3 separate regions of the Mus musculus genome follow, and regions 1 and 3 are each linked to region 2. A link is a contact called in public Hi-C and promoter capture Hi-C data. All regions are on one chromosome and are shown on one strand. The core of a region is the stretch at or near the end of the contact, and the rest is flanking DNA. Distances in the headings are between cores, read along the strand shown.

Region 1 (3,144 bases), core at 607-3,106, 1.3 Mb before region 2:
GGTCGCTAAATAATGTCATCACATGCACCCAAACCACTATGGGCTCAACTTCCCATTTACAGTCAAATCCTGTATATTCTCTTGACTAAAGAATCAAGTTTAATTTATGCATTTATCCACTGGAGTTCCACATTTACTATTATGAGACCAGATCAAATAAATAACTATAGAGAAAATTGTGCTCAATTGCTAGAGGTTGGCTACACCCCAAGAGTGTAGTTGAGGCAGGGGCTCACAATACAGCACAAGCTAGCCTGAAATCCAAGAGCCACACTCACTCACACCCGCCCCTCTGATCTGAGACATGAACCCCAAGATGACCTTGGACTTGAGATTCTCTAGCCTCCACCACCCAGCATTACAGAATAACCACCAAGCATGGTGAAAACAATGCAACTCTAAAATTGGCCTTGAGCTATCAGGAAACAACTTTTTCTTAAGATTCTGAAAAGCCAAGTTTTTACTTATGCAACTGCCAAGTAATGACTCAAAAATTCTAGGTACAAATAGGCAATGAATTGTGTCTGGTGAGTACTTCCCCCATAGACAAAACACTTTTCAGTAAGCATTCTCTCAAACTTCCTTTGAGTAGCGTCAGAATTTGATCAATTAAGTGTCTTTCAGGCTGGAGAGATGGCTCATCTGTTGAGAACACTGACTGTTCTTCCAGAGGTCCTGAGTTCAATTCCCAGCAACCACACGGTGGCTCACAAATGTCTGTAGTGGGATCCGATGCCCCCTTCTAGTGAGTGTATCTGAAGACTGCTGCAGTGTACTCATGTAAATAAAAAAACAAATAAATCTTAAAAAAAAAAGTGTGTTTCATAACACTATTCGAAGGCCATCACTCCCCAATTGGACATCTTAATCAACACTCTCCTGTGTTCCAACAAGTCCCCTATCACTTGGAACCAAGATAAGCAACATCTCTTTGAAGTCAACTTTCAAACACTGACTAAATAACCTCACACTTCCACCGCACCAGCTCCTTCAACAATTGTGTTTTATAAGGGAAGCTACGTTAAGAACTCCTAATGCCCTACTACATGCTACTGGGTCCAGGGTCCCTACTGACTTGTTTCTCCTGGGCGCACTCTTCCGAGGATATTTTGGCTGCCTCCGGAGCCGCAGGGTCTTGGGCCGCCGGAAGGTGGGTGACGTTCGGATCTTCTTCTTTTTGTGGCTGTGGACGCCTTTCAGCACCGCCTTCTTAGCTTTCAAGGCCTTCGCTTTGGCTTCGGCTTTGGGAGGGGCAGGAGCTGGGAGAGGACAATTAAAATTAAGTGTGGCATTCGTAAAGTGACCCCTTCCGGCCGTCCTGCCAGCATGTGCATCAGTGGTTCCTTTGAAGACATCACAGGTCTCAGGAGACTTCAGATTTTTTCCATCATATGCACGATACCACAGGCAAAGATAATTAACCCGTTGTACCATCACGTGGGTGCGTATAACCCCATTTAACGTGGGGAAAGGGCGAATAAGGACTACTTTTAATCCCTTATAGGTCTGGAGACCCGGAGCGCCACCCTGTGGATGTTAAGGAGCTTCCCAAAGTCAAATGCTTGGCCATCAGTGGCGGCCGCTGCCGGCCCGGTGGCTTTGCCAATCCCCTGCACTGGAACCAGCCCATGCGGCTTGGCCCACGCGGTCCTCATACCCCGCAGCGGGGCCTAGTCGCGACAGTAGCCACAGAACAAGCCCCCCATGGCTTAGCCGGGCATTCTTCTTCCCCGCGAGTTCGCTCTGCGGGTATCCAAGACCGACCTGACAGATTCCCATACCGCAACATACCTTCCTTCTTCGCTTTCGGCGCCATCTTGGCTGAAAAGGATGGCCCAGCCCAATTCCCATGAGCTTATAGAATGGAGGCTCATAAAAGTCTCGCGATAGCTTATATATAGCACTGATTGGATGAACTGTAATATGAGGCTTCTTGGGAATTGTAGTTCCATTTAATTCCCTAGAGTGGGAGACCAAGCATGCGCCACCTTTCCCTTTGAAAGGGCTTCTTGGGAAATGTGGCGTTTTTTGGTTTGGTTTAGTTTGGTTTTCCGACACAGGGTTTCTCTGGGGGAATTGTAGGTTTTGGCTTTTTGTTTTTGTTTTTTTCTAAAGATTTATTTACTTTATGTATATGAGTACACTGTAGCTGTACAGATGGTTGAGTCTTCATGTGATTGTCAGGAATTAATTTTTTTGTTGTTTGTTTTCTTGTTTTTCGAGACAAGGTTTTTCTGTGTAGATTGGCTGTCTTGGAACTCACTCTGTAAACCAGGCTGACCTCAAACTCAAATCTGCCTGCCTCTGCCTCTGCCTGCGGAGTGCTGGGGTTAAAGGCGTGCGCCACCACTGCCCAGCATGAATTGAATTTTTGGGAACTCTGCTCACTCCAGTCGGCCCCGTTTGCTCTCTGGTCCAAAGATTTATTTTATTTATTATTATACTTAAGTACACTGTAGCTGTCTTCATTTGTTCCAGAAGAAGGTGCCAGGTCTCATTACCGGTGAGCTATCATGTGATTGCTGGGATTTAAACTAATGACCTTCAGAAGATCAGCCAGTGTTCTTACCCTAGGGTCCCTAGGTTTTGGTTTGGTTTTGTTCTGTTCTGTTTTGTTTCGTTTTGAGTTGTTCTTTTCGAGAGAGGGTTTCTCTTTCTCTAGTTCTGGCTGTCCTGGAACTCACTCTGTAGAGGAGGCTGGCTTTGAACTCACCAAGATCTACATACTTCTGACTGCTGAGTGCTTGGATTAAAAGGCCTGTGCCAACACTACGTGGCCTGAGTTGTAGGTTTTTTTTGTTGGTTTGTTTGTTTGTTTTTTGTTTGTTTTTTGAGACAGGGTTTCCCTTTATAGCTCTGACTGTCCTGGAGCTCATTTTGTAGACCAGGCTGGCCTCGAACTCAGAAATCCGCCTGCCTCTGCCTCCCGAGTGCTGGGATTAAAGGCGTGCGCCACCACGTCCGGCTTGAGTTGTAGTTTTTAAAAGAAAAATGTTTATTCCCCTAGGTCTAAAACAGTGGGTGGTTATAGCATCTGGTAGCTGTGTTAAGGTCCTTAAAATTTCAGTTCGTGAGCAATTTCTAGTCTTAGGGAAGAAGTTTGCAGTGTCAGAAGCCTATAACAGTACCAACTGGGAAGAATAC
Region 2 (2,870 bases), core at 258-2,757:
GAGCCAGGCAGATCTCTCTGTGAGTTCAAGGCCAGCCTGATTACAGAGTTCCAGGACTTTAATTAATTAATTAAACCAGGATGCTATAAAGAAAAGTTATGTTGATAAAGTGTTAAAATAGGACCTAACCCACTTCCAAATTATTTTTCTTTGGGATTGCAGGTCTTTGGAAGCTCAGTGCATTTTTATTTATTTTATGTAATTGTTCCATTTAGTCACAAGGCAAGTATCTTTTGTATATACCAACAAGTTTTTACAAAACGTTCTTTCTGTGAATGTTTCTTTCTGTTCATATTCTTCACTAACAGGTCAGCTCAGAGTATGTGGCATAAGCACACATGTGAATATGCACATACCCACTTTATCATAATATTTTTTCCTTATGGAACTTTTACCTTATTTTTTTTTTTTTTTTTTGGTTTTTTCGAGACAGGGTTTTTCTGTATAGCTCTGACTGTCCTGGAACTCACTTTGTAGACCAGGCTGGCCTCGAACTCAGAAATCCACCTGCCTCTGCCTCCTGAGTGCTGGGATTAAAGGCATGCGCCACCATGTCCGGCCTTATGGAACTTTTAAAATGACATAATATATGTCATAATTATTACTTAAATATAAAATTTATTTTATACAAAAATGACATCTAATTTAATTTCTCTTTAAGTTAAAACGAAGGTGACCATTGATGGTTTATAAACTAAAGTGTTAGACAAAAATAATTTATGCCAGTAATGGTAGTGAATGCTTTTAATCCTAGTAACTTGTGTGTTGGAGACAGAAAGATCTGAGTTAGAAGCCGGCCTGGGCTGCATGTAAAAGCACTGACTTTTTTTTTTTTTTTCTTTCTAAATAGTGGGGAAAATACTGATGAGATAATCTAAATCTATAGGAATAGACAGTCTGTGTAGAAAGTAACTTAGACTCTGTCCCCTCTCTGTTTACAATGCCAGGCCAAACCCCAGGCCTTATACATGTGGGGCAGGCTCTGCCCCAGCTTGAGAATTTTTTAAACAATATTTTAGAGATTGTAAATTTAGTCAAAGCCTGTAGAATTTAATTTTATTTTTAACTCTTGCCTTACTTAAAATTATTAAAGTGATTTAACAAATATTTTGACTGAGTAAACTTCAAAGGGCTGATAATATTAAAATCTTGATAAAAATCTTTCAGACAGTATCAACCCTGAGTATAAATTTATAAAATTCTGCACAGCAGGACCACAGAAACTTTCTGTAGACATCTTTAAACTGTTGAGAGCTGAATTCAACTAAGTATGAAACACTAATACTGTTTTAGTTTTTAAAATAAATAAGCAAAACTGAAATCAGAAATCAGAGGGCCTGTGTCCAGGTGTGCTTACCTGTGAACTTCTTTCGCAGAATGTAAATTCTTGTTCTAACAGGACATGTTGGTGATTTGGCTGAGAGAGCAAAGGGGTGTTTCAGTGCGGATTAACGGTGGTCTCCAGCGCACTGAGACGGCTTCTGTGCAGCAGAGGAAGTTTATCAGTAGCCGTTACAGGAAGTGCAATATGCCACAGAATGACTAAGAGTTTGCTCCTTCACCAGAGCGTATTTTGAAACACAATCTATATAACTTTAAGTGCTTGTAGCTGATGTTTGTAACTGATCCCTGACTCTCCAGGCATGGGGATCCATAATCTAAAAATTTAGGACGGAGTCTTGCCTGAGAAATTATCTATTCTGAGGTAAATTCTGAGGGATATTTCTTATTAGAAGAAATGAATGTTGTGTAGGTCTCAGGCAAGTCAGTGCCTTCTCACTCACCATTTCCTCCTCTAAAAACCTACTGTTTTGGAACATTGTGAGCACTGGGTAAGATGACACCTCCCATGGCAGGTGAGCCGTGCATGTGAGTGTTACTCCTTCATCGGTAGCTTAAATTGACTCCATGAGGATAACTGAATTATTCTGTGTCTGCCACCCAACTTCATCTTTGATTGCAGAAAATGGGAGCAACTGTCTGAAGTCATTTCCAATCAGGTCTGTTTTACCCTTGAAGAAGACAAGCAGAGCCTGGCATAATGATGCATGCCTGTAATCTCAGCATTTTAGAGGCAGAGCAGGAGGCTCTCTGGTGTGTTGGAGATCATCACACACAGTGACTTTGAGGCCAGCCTGAATTACAGAACAAACAAAACCCCTCACTCCACCCCCAGACCTTATAACCACAAAAGGACTAGGGCAGAGCAGCCAGAAGAGATGTGAGAGAAAGAAAGACATTCATGATGCTCTGGAGAGTAAAAGTGAAAGGGGAAAGTCTGCTTGCCCTCTGTGCTTTAATTTTCATTTTATCGACACTTTGCTTTATCTGGTTATGATTTACTAAACATTTAGGGAGAGGAACTTTTTTTTAAAACTAGTAGTAAATTCATGAGAAAATTTGTATCAGCAGTTAAGAGCACTGACTGTTCTTCCAAACAACCAAGTTCAGCTCCCAGCACCCACATGGAAGCTCACAACCATCTGTAACTCCAGTCCTAGAGAGGATCTGGTGCTCTCTTCTTGCCTCTGTGGGCACCAGACACATATGTAGTGCATAGACACATATGCAAGCAAAATACCCATACACATTAAAAAAGATAGAAAGAAAATAATTTGATTTCATGTGCCTCTCAACACACAGTTCATTTAAAGATGTAACCCAGAATTTGAAGTAACAGAGTTGACAGAGGTAAATGTGATGGTCAAGGGTAACACCATCGGGCTGCAGAGATGGCTCAGCAGTTAAGAGCACTGACTGCTCATCAGAAGGTCCTGGGTTCAAGTCCCAGCAACCACATGGAGACTCACAACCATCCATAATGAAATCTGACATCCTCTTCTGGTGCATCTGGAAACAGCTACAGTGTA
Region 3 (3,091 bases), core at 578-3,077, 1.2 Mb before region 2:
TTTTCCTGTCTCCACCAGCCCTTACAGTTACCCTTGATGGTATAGTTTGTCCTTGGGCTCTGCTTGCTAATTTTCTCTCTTGGGATCAGGGGGACGTGAACTCCAGCCCTGACTCGTGCTCCTTATGCTCTGAGTACATAGCAAATAAATGAGAGCAAAACACAGCACACCGCTCTGTCTGTCTGTCTGTTGCACATACCAAAGTCTACCTCCATGTGTGCGACCTCTTGCTGATCCTATCTCAGAGCCCCTCTGATTGTGGTGGTGGTGGTGAGGTGAGATCTGAGTTTTCCTGAGCTTCAAGTTTTGTGGAGGAAGGGTTCACCTGGCTCACCATCCCTAGCTCAGGCTCCTACCTGCTGATTTCCAAAGCTGGAGTTGTTGTTAGAGGGCCTGGGGGTGGAGAGGAGGGTACAGGTCTTCCAGGGACTGACACATTAAAGGATCCAGCAGGATGAGAAACTCCATTTTGTGCAAGGCTCAAAGGGGACAAGCAGGGATCAGAGTGGGCCAGTTCTCCTCCATCTCTGAAGAATGTGCACTTAGGTCTTTTCCAATAAGGAAACCTTCCAAGCCTCGGGGCTACAGAGCTGAGTGTCTAGAAGCTTGCCAAGGGCTATGACCCACTTCCATGTAGAGAAGGGATTCATCGGAGGGTTCTGGACTTGTTAGAACTGATAGGGCTTTGTGGTGAATGATTACCCCTGGGCTAGAGTGTGAGGTAGGGTGACACTAGACAGATGTGCACTGGAAAAGTCATTGATGTTCTGCTCTGTGTGGCCTGACCTTATAATCAAAGCAGCTAACTCAGCAATTTCCATATGCTTCTGCCAGGCACTGTTCTTCTAACCATTATTATATGCATTAACACAGCTCTGTAAAGTAGGTACCATTGTACTTTTCATAGGAGGAAACAGGCTTCAAAGAGAGGCTGAGAGGCTATTTAGGATTCGAACAGCAGGCATTACTATATAGAGGCTGTGCTCAGGAATTTTTCAATGAAGCATCCTCAATCGCTCGAATTGGAATCGATTTTTAAATCCTAGTCTATAGTCTCGGCTAGTTGGGAGGCTGAGGTATCAGACATTAGGGACAGGATCACTTTAACCCTCTGGATCGTATAGGGAGATCTGTCTCAACATTAACTAAAATAAAATTAATCACATAGTAGCCAACCATGCTAAAAAGTTACCGTTTTGTCAGTTTTATCTTTAAGCTTTGAAGAGCTGGTGCTCTGAAGAAAAGACCTATGTTAGAAATGACATTAGGGGCTGGTGAGATGGCGCAGGGGGTAAGAGCACCCGACTGCTCTTCCAAAGGTCCGAAGTTCAAATCCCAGCAACCACATGGTGGCTCACAACCACCTGTAACAGAGATCTGATGCCCTCTTCTGGTACGTCTGAAGACAGCTACAGTGTACTCACATATAATAAATAAATAAATCTTTAAAAGAAGAAAAAAAAAAAAAAGAAATGACATTAGAAAACTTTTCGGGAGTCAGGTTCTTGATAAGCTCGACTTCATTTAAGTAAATATTCCCCTTCCGCTGAACGTGGTGGTGCATGTAATCCCCTGCATTGGAGAGGGCCCAGAGTCCGAGGCCAGCCTGGGCTACATGGAGATTATCGCCTTCTCTAAACTGGCGTTGTAGAGCTAAACAGTACCAGGTGCACTCAATGAAAAGCCAGGGTCAGATTGAAAGTGTAGCCGAGCGCGTACCCTCTCACGGGCTCCGCCTGCGCACTGGCGTGCGTCAGCAGTGTTGCTCGTGATTGGCAGCGGTCGCGCACCGTGGTCCCGCCCCCTCATTCTGGAGTTTCCGATTGGAGAAAGCTCATGAGGCCCCGCCCCATCGGCGACCTGGGCAGCCGGAAGGGACCATGGCGGCCGCAGGAGCTGCGGCCACGGACCTAGGTGCGGTGGATTTCAGGTGGAGGGCGCAGTGGGGAGGTCTCGCGGGCAGAATGTGTGGGTGGGGCGCGAGAAGCCTGACAGCTCCCTCCAGCCTGGGGTTGGGGGTCCGCCACGCGGGAGCGGCTTGCTCGGGGTTCCCGGCCGCCCGCACTCCTCCACGATCCCGGTGTGGCGGGCATCGCACCCTAGTTCCCGCGTCTTAGTCGGCCCTCTGTGCCCTCAGAGGTGGTCCGGGGCAAGCGTTCCGCGCTTTTCTTCGCCGCGGTGGCCATCCTTCTGGGACTGCCGCTCTGGTGGAAGACGACGGAGACTTACCGGGCCCCATTGCCTTACTCAGACATCAGTGGGCTGAATGCTCTGCTGGTGAGACTGGGTGGGGAGAACCGGGGCTGGGGGACCGGGGGGCAGCCCAGCTGTAAGGTGCAGACATTGCTAAAGACCCCGATGCCCCTCATCCCTCGCGCAGCTCCGGCTCATGGTGCCAGTCACAGTTGTGTTTACTCGGGACTCTGTGCCCCTGGACGACCAAGAGAAGCTACCTTTCACCGTTGTGCATGAGCGAGAGATCCCTCTGAAATGTGAGTTCCCATGAAGAGGTGTCAGGGCTGCTTTTTCCATCTGAGCCAGGCCCAAAACCCAGAGTTGGAATGCATAGGAGGGGCGAGGGCGACTCATAACTTACTTTAAAATGTTTTATTACATTTACTTAGTGTGCGCGCGCACATGTATGTTTGTGTGGATGTCTGTGCTGTGGAGCATCTTGTGGAGGTCAGAGGATCACTTGCGAAAGTCATTTCTCCTCCCACCATATGGGTCCTGGTCTTGGGGATCCAACTCAGGTCATCAGGCTTGGTATCAAGAGCCATCCGCCTGCTTCCCCCAAATCCTAAGAAAAGAGATCTCCTTTGGAATGTTCACTTGGGGGTTTGTGTTAGTCTAAAGTACAGTGCCTGTCCTTATGACAGTGATTTATGTCATACGGTAAATTATGCCACCTTATCCTTAGCAATTGATACCCATCAGTGCATAGGGAAAGCAGGTTGTAGCTGAAAGAAAACGGGAGTTTGAAGTTACATCGGATGTGTATTCAGACCTTTGTCATTTTAACATCACACACTGTATTGTTAGGCACTTTGTTAGGTACCAAGAACTTGAGGGTGAATAATAAATTGGTAAT

What was found. Promoter capture Hi-C pulls out the DNA fragments that hold promoters and counts their contacts. Hi-C and Micro-C count contacts between places; a contact is called where the count stands out from the background.
Region 1: a contact with region 2 is called in a promoter capture Hi-C map of liver, with 3 times the contacts expected there. The contact joins the promoter of Rpl23a here to the promoter of Evi2b in region 2. A contact is called at or near these places in 3 of 39 promoter capture datasets (the C10 cell line, liver and pre-B cells) and 1 of 484 Hi-C or Micro-C datasets (B cells).
Region 3: a Hi-C map of B cells shows a contact between it and region 2, with 7 read pairs. The contact joins the promoter of Pigs here to the promoter of Evi2b in region 2. A contact is called at or near these places in 1 of 39 promoter capture datasets (liver), 1 of 484 Hi-C or Micro-C datasets (B cells) and 2 of 9 other capture datasets (adipose tissue and liver).

What each region holds. Positions count from the first base shown.
Region 1 is chr11:78,181,728-78,184,871 of GRCm38.p6, forward strand. It overlaps Rpl23a (ribosomal protein L23A), which reads right to left and starts at 1,857. Exons shown (of 5, transcript NM_207523.2): 1 at 1,792-1,857; 2 at 1,076-1,259. The coding sequence starts at 1,816. Snord42b (small nucleolar RNA, C/D box 42B) reads right to left here and starts at 1,386; the gene lies at 1,332-1,386. It overlaps Snord4a (small nucleolar RNA, C/D box 4A), which reads right to left and starts at 29; the gene lies at 1-29.
Region 2 is chr11:79,522,255-79,525,124 of GRCm38.p6, forward strand. Evi2b (ecotropic viral integration site 2b) reads right to left here and starts at 1,508. Exons shown (of 2, transcript NM_001077496.1): 1 at 1,358-1,508. The region is part of intron 36 of Nf1 (neurofibromin 1); the gene reads left to right. It overlaps Evi2 (ecotropic viral integration site 2), which reads right to left. Exons shown (of 4, transcript NM_146023.4): 3 at 1,358-1,481.
Region 3 is chr11:78,326,595-78,329,685 of GRCm38.p6, forward strand. Pigs (phosphatidylinositol glycan anchor biosynthesis, class S) reads left to right here and starts at 1,828. Exons shown (of 12, transcript NM_201406.1): 1 at 1,828-1,914; 2 at 2,138-2,277; 3 at 2,381-2,492. The coding sequence starts at 1,881. Aldoc (aldolase C, fructose-bisphosphate) reads left to right here. Exons shown (of 9, transcript NM_001303423.1): 9 at 1-1,187.